3 separate regions of the Mus musculus genome follow, and regions 1 and 3 are each linked to region 2. A link is a contact called in public Hi-C and HiChIP or PLAC-seq data. All regions are on one chromosome and are shown on one strand. The core of a region is the stretch at or near the end of the contact, and the rest is flanking DNA. Distances in the headings are between cores, read along the strand shown.

The links. Hi-C and Micro-C count contacts between places; a contact is called where the count stands out from the background. HiChIP or PLAC-seq counts read pairs in DNA pulled down with a chosen protein or histone mark.
Region 1: a contact with region 2 is called in an H3K27ac HiChIP or PLAC-seq map of oligodendrocyte precursor cells, with 4 times the contacts expected there. The contact joins the promoter of Kcnd3 here to the enhancer-like site in region 2. A contact is called at or near these places in 3 of 39 promoter capture datasets (embryonic stem cells, hippocampal neurons and stem cell-derived epiblast-like cells), 5 of 484 Hi-C or Micro-C datasets (cerebellum, cortical neurons, embryonic stem cells and 2 more), 7 of 115 datasets of contacts at active chromatin or transcription factors (embryonic basal ganglia, embryonic forebrain, embryonic hindbrain and 4 more) and 4 of 9 other capture datasets (adipose tissue, embryonic stem cells, liver and 1 more).
Region 3: a Hi-C map of cerebellum shows a contact between it and region 2, with 1.6 times the contacts expected there. The contact joins two enhancer-like sites. A contact is called at or near these places in 3 of 484 Hi-C or Micro-C datasets (cerebellar granule neurons, cerebellum and embryonic stem cells) and 1 of 115 datasets of contacts at active chromatin or transcription factors (oligodendrocyte precursor cells).

The regions. Positions count from the first base shown.
Region 1 is chr3:105,450,635-105,453,334 of GRCm38.p6, forward strand. Kcnd3 (potassium voltage-gated channel, Shal-related family, member 3) reads left to right here and starts at 1,256. Exons shown (of 8, transcript NM_019931.2): 1 at 1,256-2,083. Kcnd3os (potassium voltage-gated channel, Shal-related family, member 3, opposite strand) reads right to left here and starts at 2,321. Exons shown (of 4, transcript NR_040759.1): 1 at 1,919-2,321; 2 at 881-1,036; 3 at 495-794.
Region 2 is chr3:105,616,224-105,618,923 of GRCm38.p6, forward strand. The region is part of intron 2 of Kcnd3 (potassium voltage-gated channel, Shal-related family, member 3); the gene reads left to right. Among named protein-coding and RNA genes, the nearest start is that of Ddx20, 70 kb to the right of the region's middle. Within about 2 kb of position 1,333, at least 8 of the 459 cell types and tissues checked have an H3K27ac peak or open chromatin away from gene starts, as enhancers often do. A contact at or near this core is called in cerebellum and oligodendrocyte precursor cells, where this site is marked.
Region 3 is chr3:105,475,336-105,478,035 of GRCm38.p6, forward strand. The region is part of intron 2 of Kcnd3 (potassium voltage-gated channel, Shal-related family, member 3); the gene reads left to right. Among named protein-coding and RNA genes, the nearest start is that of Kcnd3os, 24 kb to the left of the region's middle. Within about 2 kb of position 1,311, at least 6 of the 459 cell types and tissues checked have an H3K27ac peak or open chromatin away from gene starts, as enhancers often do. A contact at or near this core is called in cerebellum, where this site is marked.

The DNA of each region.
Region 1 (2,700 bases), core at 6-2,505, 170 kb before region 2:
CTGAGATTTAAAAAACAAAAAAACAAAACAAAACCCCACCACCACTAGCAGTAGCAACAACAACAAAAACCTCTCCCAAATAGAGGAGGGAGGGAGAATCCTCGCCAGGGCCTTCCCTGAATTCTTCCAGGGTTGGCCAGGGAGTGGCAGTGTTGTTAATCATTAGTACTGTATGCAAATGAGTATGCAAATCTCACGGGGTTCTTGGACTCTGGGCAAATGTTAATGGGGTCCACACCCACCTCTTGAAGGGCCAATTGTACACCTTTCATACTGACAAACTTAAAGGAGCTTTGGTTAGGGTAAGTGAGCCTATGAAAAAGAAGCTCAGAAGTACTGGAGGCCCAGAGTAGCTGAGACCTCAATAACTACTCCTCGACTTGCACTTCTGGAACAGGATCGGTTTGCCACAAACCAGAAACCCTATTCTTGACTCACGCCTTCACCCTCTCCGCACATTTCTCTTTCCTCTGCTTTTGTGTTTCAGCACACACCTTTCCATACTCAGAGCTGCCATCTCTCAAGCCAAGGCGTTCCGGTCCGGGCAGAGGCACGAAGCTGCTTGCTTCGCGATCTCCAGGCTCGGGAGTCCCAGCACCCAGGCCGGAGACACAGGGAAAGCCGGCCACGGTTTGGCTTAGCAGCCAGGACTGGGCTCTACTCTGCTGCCGCGATGGTCCTGGGACTCTCAGCTGGATCCTATGCTCCCGTGGTTGTCCCACTCCTCACGCTGGGTCCGAGTACTAAGCAATAGATAACTCTGGGCTCTGGAAAGGATCCAGGGCCTGGGCCCGCTTTGGAAAGATAGAGAAATGAGAGTTCCTAAATCCCCAGTCTTAATTCTGGGTATTCGTGGTGGGGTATTGGAGCGAATCCTGACCTTCTGGCCATGTGTCAGAGGTCACTCCTGAACGACAGTGGCTCTTACGCGGAGATAAAGGCAGTTTGTCTTCCGTGGGATCTTCCCAGCTTTGGCAAACACACCTGACTGTTCAGGGTCAGCCTGTAAGCTTGCGCGGCGACCAGCTGCACCTCACTAGGTGACCAAGGAGAGGAGTTAGTTGCTCTACCGCGTGGACAGTGAATGGGAAACAGACAGCCAGTTAAGTGTACACACCCCACGCGCATACACGCCAGCGCTCCCTACCACCTCTTCCTAAGTCCCCAGCCACACACGCCCCCGAACTCACGATCACGCCGCACGCCCGGCTCCTCCCCCACCCCCAAGCCAAGCTCACCTTGCCACGCTCGCCCCATGCCCACCCTCGCCGGCACACGCGCTCACACTCGCGTCCGCACACTCCACTACCACCTCCAGGCACACCCTAGGATTCCTCCACTCTCCTGGGGAGACGCACCAGGCTCTGCCTAGTCTCCCCGCCTCCCCCCCCCCGCTGCAGCCCCCCCACTCACGCGCGCGCCCTACACACACACACACACACACACACACACACACACACACCCTCGCGCAGAGTCACTCCCCCTCGCACGCCCTCGCCCTGGGCACCCTCCGGCGGCTAGGCTCCCGGGTCCTCCTCCTCGCTCCCTCCGCAGCCTGGCCGCTCTGCTCTCTCGGGCCCGGCCTGGGGCCGCTCGGCCCGTGGGGATCGGTGGGGAGCGGAGGGCGCAGCCTCGCCGCCTCCCCCGGACTCTCCTCTCCGCCCCGCCCGCGCCGCGCCCCCACCGCCTCCTCGGGAGAGGCAGCCCGTGGCCGGCCCGGCTCCGCTCTGCCCGGCATCAGCGGCGGCGGGGGCAGGGAACGAGCGAACCGGAGCTCACGAGCCCGAGAGCGGAGCGGCTAGGCGGGGAGGGGACACGCTGCCAAGCCCGGGCTGGAGCGGCGGTGGCGGTGGCGGCGGCGGCGGCGGCGGCAGCGGGGGAGGAACGGCCCCACGGACGGACCGACGCACGAACCGACCGAGTGAAGGAGGGACGAGCGAGACTTCGCCGGCGAGGAGGAGCCGCCCGAGCGGCGGCTGCTGGGCGCTTCCCCGCGCTGCTGGGCGCTCTGCGCCTCGGCGGCCCCTGGCCTCAGCTTCCTCGCGCGCGCGGGGCGCGGGGCCTGGGGCTGGCTTCGGCGAAGGTAAGAGGGAAACGACCGAGCCTCCCAGAGACAGCAAGTGCGAGGAGCGCTGCTCCCACGCCTGTTGCTCCCGCTGCCCACGCGGCACCCTCCCACTCCCGCGCCCGGGTGGGTGGGCGCTGGGGCGCCGGAAGGATTGGGGGTGGGGCCGGGCCGTGGGGGAGCAAGCAGCCGGCCTGGGGGCGTCGGTTCCCTGGGCTGCAGAGCCACCTCCGGGCACTGGGGCGCCGAGAGGTTTGGGGGTGGGGGTGTGAACCTCTGCCCTCTTGCCATTGGCCTGCCTTCCCTCGCCGGGCGCCAGGAGCAGCGCCCCGGGACCTGGCTGCAGGTGGCGACGGTTTGCTCCGTCCCCGCTCTTTGTGAGCTGAGAAGAGAAATGGCTGAGAGTGGAAGCTGGGAGCCGTTTGGGGCGCTTTGCAAAGTTCTCCAGCCAGGCGAGCCTGTGTTTGCCTGTTAGAGGATGAGGCTGGTCCAGCTCGTCCTGCCTGGCACATCTTTTCTTTCCCGGGAAAGGTCCCATAAGTGTCCCGAGAGACCATAGGGAAGGGGGTTCAAATTTGTTTTAACAGAGTGTTTACACTAGGGATGGGCAGAGAAGTTACCTGGAAATCAACTAG
Region 2 (2,700 bases), core at 83-2,582:
AAGCTTGTTTGCCCAGAGGTTTGTTTCTCATTCCTCACGATCTGGGCATGTATCTATTCATTTCATTTTAGATCTTCTCCCAGCCACACACCATAAGACAATCAGACATCATTTTGTCTTCCTCCTTTTTTTTCTGCCCTCCTGTGGTTTATTTTGGTTTTGAGGCAGGCTTTCAGGTAGTCCAGGTTAGCCTTGAAAGTCCTACATAGGTAACTATGATGTAGAGTTCTTAATCCTCCTGCCTCCACCTCCCAAGGGCATGCACACCACATCCGGTCTCCAATCAGTCCTCGTAGAATTTAGTTGGTCTGGCTGTGCTGCTACCTAAGCTCTCAGAGCAGTATGCTGCAGCCATTTGCTCACCGGGCTTTCTCTTTCGCCACAGTGAAGCCACATACACGACAGCAGAAAGTGGGTAGAACTGTCTTTGCACCCCATGGGTTCCAGAGTAATTCTGGAATGAATGCTAAGTCCTCAACCATATGGGTTCAGTGACAAAGGAAGAAAAAAGGGACCACAGCTTGGAAAGTGGCTCTGTTCAGCCAGCCTGCCTCTCCTCAGGATCAATGGGAATCTAGGTTTGGGGGTCAGCGAGACCCCAGAGGATTGTGGGTATTATGAGACTTGGAGGTATAGAGAAGGTGGTGACTCCATTCCAGGTACCTTGTTTGTTGAGAGCAAAAGCCCAGCAGTGGCTCTGGTGACAAAAAAAATGGCAAGAAAGAGCAAGAATGTCCATCTAGATAAGAGGCAGTGTGCCAAGCAGAACTGGTGGGTGGGCTCTTGCCACACCCCAGATTGAATCTCCCCCAAATTTCATGCATTGGAAACTTAATCGCCAAATTCATGTTGATGATATTTGGAACAAAGCCTTTGGTAGTTAATTGGGATTAGGTGGAGTCATTTAGGTGTGCCCCCCATGATAGGATTAGAGGAAGACAGACTCAAGCTGGCATGCTGTCTTTGTCTGACATATGCTGCCCTCTGTCATGTTGTGACAAAGAAAATTGGTTATTACCAGATGTCCACTCCTTGATATTGCAGTTCCTGGGTTTAAGAACTGTAAGAAGCAGAGTCCTTTGCTTTGCGCATTGCCCACACTGTGGTATTCTATTATAGCAATACTAAACAGACTAAGATCCTGGGCTTGGGGTTCATAACAGACCCTGAGCTTGCTGAAGGAACATGGAAGACAGAGCCTCTGAGCAGAAGGCCTGCTCTGAATAGTTTGCCCTGGCTCTGGGAAGGACTAGGCATCCTCCATCAGAATCACCAGCATCCTTCAGCCAGGGGGGATTGTTGTGGCAGCAGCTGGCAATGCCTGAGCTCACAGATGGCATTTGTTTTCTAAGGGGACAGTGAGGGAGCTGGCCTCTGTAGGACAGGCAGTTCAGATTGGTGACTATTGACAGATGGGGCTGAATAATCTAAACACACTTTTTCATCTATTCAAACAAGAGGAGTAGTGAGCCAAAAACAAAGACAGGAACATGGAGCATGAGATAGTTATTCTAAGACAGCCACAGGTGGGAGAAGGAAAGGCTGAGTGTCACCTCTGTTCATAAACCTTAGGGAAGTTATAACTGGGAAGCCCTGGGAATGGAGCCTTTATCACATCTTGCGGCCACTTCTGGGAGCCCAGAAAATGTAGATAGAGCCTGGTCTCTGTGGAAGATGGCCCGTGATAGGCAGCTTGGATCAAGGATGATCCTGGGGCTCTTAAATACAATTCCCAGGAGCCTCTGAGCTGAAGGTGGCTGCCTTCACCCTCCCTACTGTGCCTCTAAGAACCTGCAGCCAGTCCCATTTGACCAGCGAGAAAAAAAAAAAAAACAGATCAGAACAATTTTGAACCATTAAGTCTCTTTTCCTACTTTTCCTCTATGCAGGGTTCCAGAGAAAAGACAGTAGTTTCTCTCCTGCTAGGTTCTTTGAAGACCCATTTCTTCTCCTCTGCTCAGTCCCAGACAATCCTCAGGATGTCTCAGTTTAGGTAAGGGAGATGTCCTGGATAAAACCAACATTTCTTACTAGAGGGAAGCAGAGAGAAGTACCTGAAATGTACACACTTTGGAGTCACACAGTAGAAGTCCTTATGTATAAAATGAGTCTAATATTAATAGCAGCCACCTAACAGTGGCAGTATGTAGATCATACCCATAAATTCCAGTGGGTTCAAGTTAGCTGTTACTGCCACTGTCAGCCTCTCTCTCTCTCTCTCTCTCTCTCTGGAATTCCAGTACTTAACTAACAAGAAAGGTGGGTATTAGAATCCTGTTTGGAAGCTATGAGGCTAGCCTGAGCTACATGAGGCTCTGCCTCAAAATAAACTAATCAACTTAATTTAATAAAAATTCAACCTGCGTGGTTTCCTGGTGTTGTGGGACCCCTAATAATAGCTGTGATTCCTAGACTAGATGAGCTCTTCAGAGAGAACCCCACAAAAGTCAAGGGGCTACGCGCTGAGTCCCGGGATGTGGATGCTGGTTGGGCTCCTCCCTCAGGCCAGCCCCTTCTGCCTTCCCATTTTTCTTGGCTCTTCCTATTACAAGCCCCAGCTTTCACCCACTCCAAGAAATTCTAGCTTCCATGTGATCATAACAATGATCAGTTTAACTAAAGCATCCTAAACATTAGCTGTTGTCAGTATGTCTATTATTACTATTCTAGAAAGTTCACGTCTCTCTTAAGTAAGGATTT
Region 3 (2,700 bases), core at 61-2,560, 140 kb before region 2:
AGAGCAAGTATGAGAAGGACTACCTGTTGTGAGGGTGGTGGACGAGGCAAGGAAAGCTCTCCAGTAACTTGGGCTATCATCATTGTTTTCTTTTTGCCATCTGGAGTCCTTTTGTTTTGAGGTGGCCCTCTTTCCTATCCTGTTCCAGAGCTGTATCTTCAGGATGACTCCTGTATTCTTTGGAATCCAGGAGTGGGGGGAGGGGAGGGAAGAGAGGGGAAAGGACAGGGACAGGGAGAGGGGCAGGGAGAGATTTCCTGGAGATGAAAAGGTTCTTAGATGGCTGGACCCCTCCCCTACCTCCTTTTCTCAAAGAGTTTCTCTGAACCTGGAGAATCTAGAGAAAATTGCCAGGTGACTCTTCCTTGAATTTTTAGTCTTGTTTATGGAAAAAAGTGTTAAGGGTGGGTGGGCAGGGGCAACAGAGCCTCCAGCTGCTGCTGGAACTCCAGTATGTTGTTGCCCAGATCCTTTATTTAAGCAACAGACATTTCTGACATGTTGGCCATGTGTTCTGACCTTATACTATGATGAACATCTATCAAGTCCAATCACCTGGCACAGAAAATGACCAAGATGACCTGGAAAAACACATAAACTGGGCTGTGAAAGGAGATGAACTACAAAGCAAGAAAGCAGCCGGCCCCCAATACTCCAGTACCATGGGAGTCCTTTCTCCCGATGCAGCCCACCTTGGTTAGGAGGACGCTTCCTCTTTCCTAGTTTTGGAGGAGCCCTAGCCATTTCTGTTTCTATCCTATTCTGGTGTCTTCTTAGTAACATCAAGAATTTTGAAAATACCACTTTAATTCTGCTTAAAAACAGAAACATACAAACAAACAAAACCAAGCAAACAAATCCAGCACAGGGGAACCCCACCCCCGGCAAATTTGTGTCACTTTCCTAACTCAGCTTTAGTGTCATTTTCTCCTAGAACTGTGTTCTCCAGTGTGGTTATATGGTTATAGGCCTTACCTGTTTACCCTGGGGCCTTCCAAGCCTCTTGAGGCAGGGGACATTGTTAAGAGCTCTGTTTCCAACCCTCCTAGCCACCTTGGAAGCTGGAGAGTCCTGTGTCTCTCCCATACCTGTATCTCTTATTCCTAACATGTGTGCTATGGCCCACAAGTCATGGGTTGCTTCAATATCCTGTGTTTTGGCTGTCTGAGGGATCACTTCACCCACCTGCTATTAGGGTCCCAACTGGGCCATCTGTAGTGGAAATCTGCTTCAGCTCAGCACTGTGTGCAAAGCAGGCAGCTCCCAGAGCCTAGTCCTGTGACCCAGGAGGAGTCTTGGCCCCTCTCCTCTCCCCGCTGGGCCCTGGCCAGCAGCCCAGGCATCTCCATTGGTGTGTAAGTGTTCATTTCTCTCCTGACCAGCAATAGAGTTATAACCAGAGGCAGTTTAAAGACACTGGCTATGGGTAGCATTAGGAATATCCAGGGTAGGGTCATGTTCTCTCTCTGTTTTCTCTTTGCGGAGAATTACTTCCTATGAACACTGAGGTGGTGTCTCTAGGAAGATAACCAGCTTATAATGAGATCAACCAACACCATGAATTAGCAGTAAATCTTTCAAAAAAGAAGAAACCATATGTGTGTGTTGGTGCCACAGTGGGTGAGCAAAGCCACATTTCTGGGCTCATCTCAGCCCCCAGAAAGCTGCCTAGAAGATAATTGTGACGGTTAATGTTAACTGCTATTGTGACAAGATTTCGCATCCCTAGAGAGACAAACTTTTAAGCATATCTATGAGGTAGTTTCTAGATTGAGTTGAAACTGAACTAAATGTGAATGGGTCTATCCTATGGAAGTGGGTGTTCTGGACTGGTTTATAGGAGAAAGAAAGCTGGACACCAGCATTTATTGCTCTCTGCTTCCTGACTGCAGATGCAATGTGGCCAGCTGTATCATGTTCCTGCCACCACCATGCCTTCCTGGCCATAATTTCTGTTCTTTGAATACACTCTTGAAGTGTGAACCAAGATAACCCTTCCTCTGTTCATTTGCTTCTTGTCAGGGATTTGGACATAACGGAAGGAAAAAATATCAGATGCAGTCATTCACAAACTTTTTTTTTCTGGCCATCTCCCATGATCTTAGGCCTCTATTCTCCATGGAAACACCACGTCTCTGCCTTATCAGCCCTACTGGAGCTGGGAACCTGGTGGCCAGCATGCACCCTCCACATGACAGCTACAAAAGTAGCAGGGCTGTGTGTCTGAGTAGTAATAGGAAATGCCTCCTATAGTAGACCAGGCAGTCCTATAGGTGTTTTGTATTTATTGTTTACATAGCATCTCCATCAAGAGGCATTATCATCTCTGCCCTACAGATGAGAAAACGTGGGCACAGAGTTAAAGTGACTTATCCAAGAGCACGTGACTCATTGGTGAAGATCTTAGTCTTGGGCTTTCTGCCACTGTACTCTGTAACCTCTACACCAGACTGCTTTCCCATGGTCACAGCTCTAAAAGAGAGCACAACTTATTTTCTAGCGCCTTCATCAGCTCCTTCGTGAGCATCTGAACCAGTTAGCTCTTACTTCACAGAACATCGCCCTAAAAATGTAGCATCAGCTTAAACTTTGATCAACTTTAAATGTTGATCACTTCTCGTGATTCTGTGGGTTAAGTGGACAGGGCAGTTGTCACAGTCTAGCTGGCTCTATTCTTCTTCAAGCCATCTGTGGTTCCCT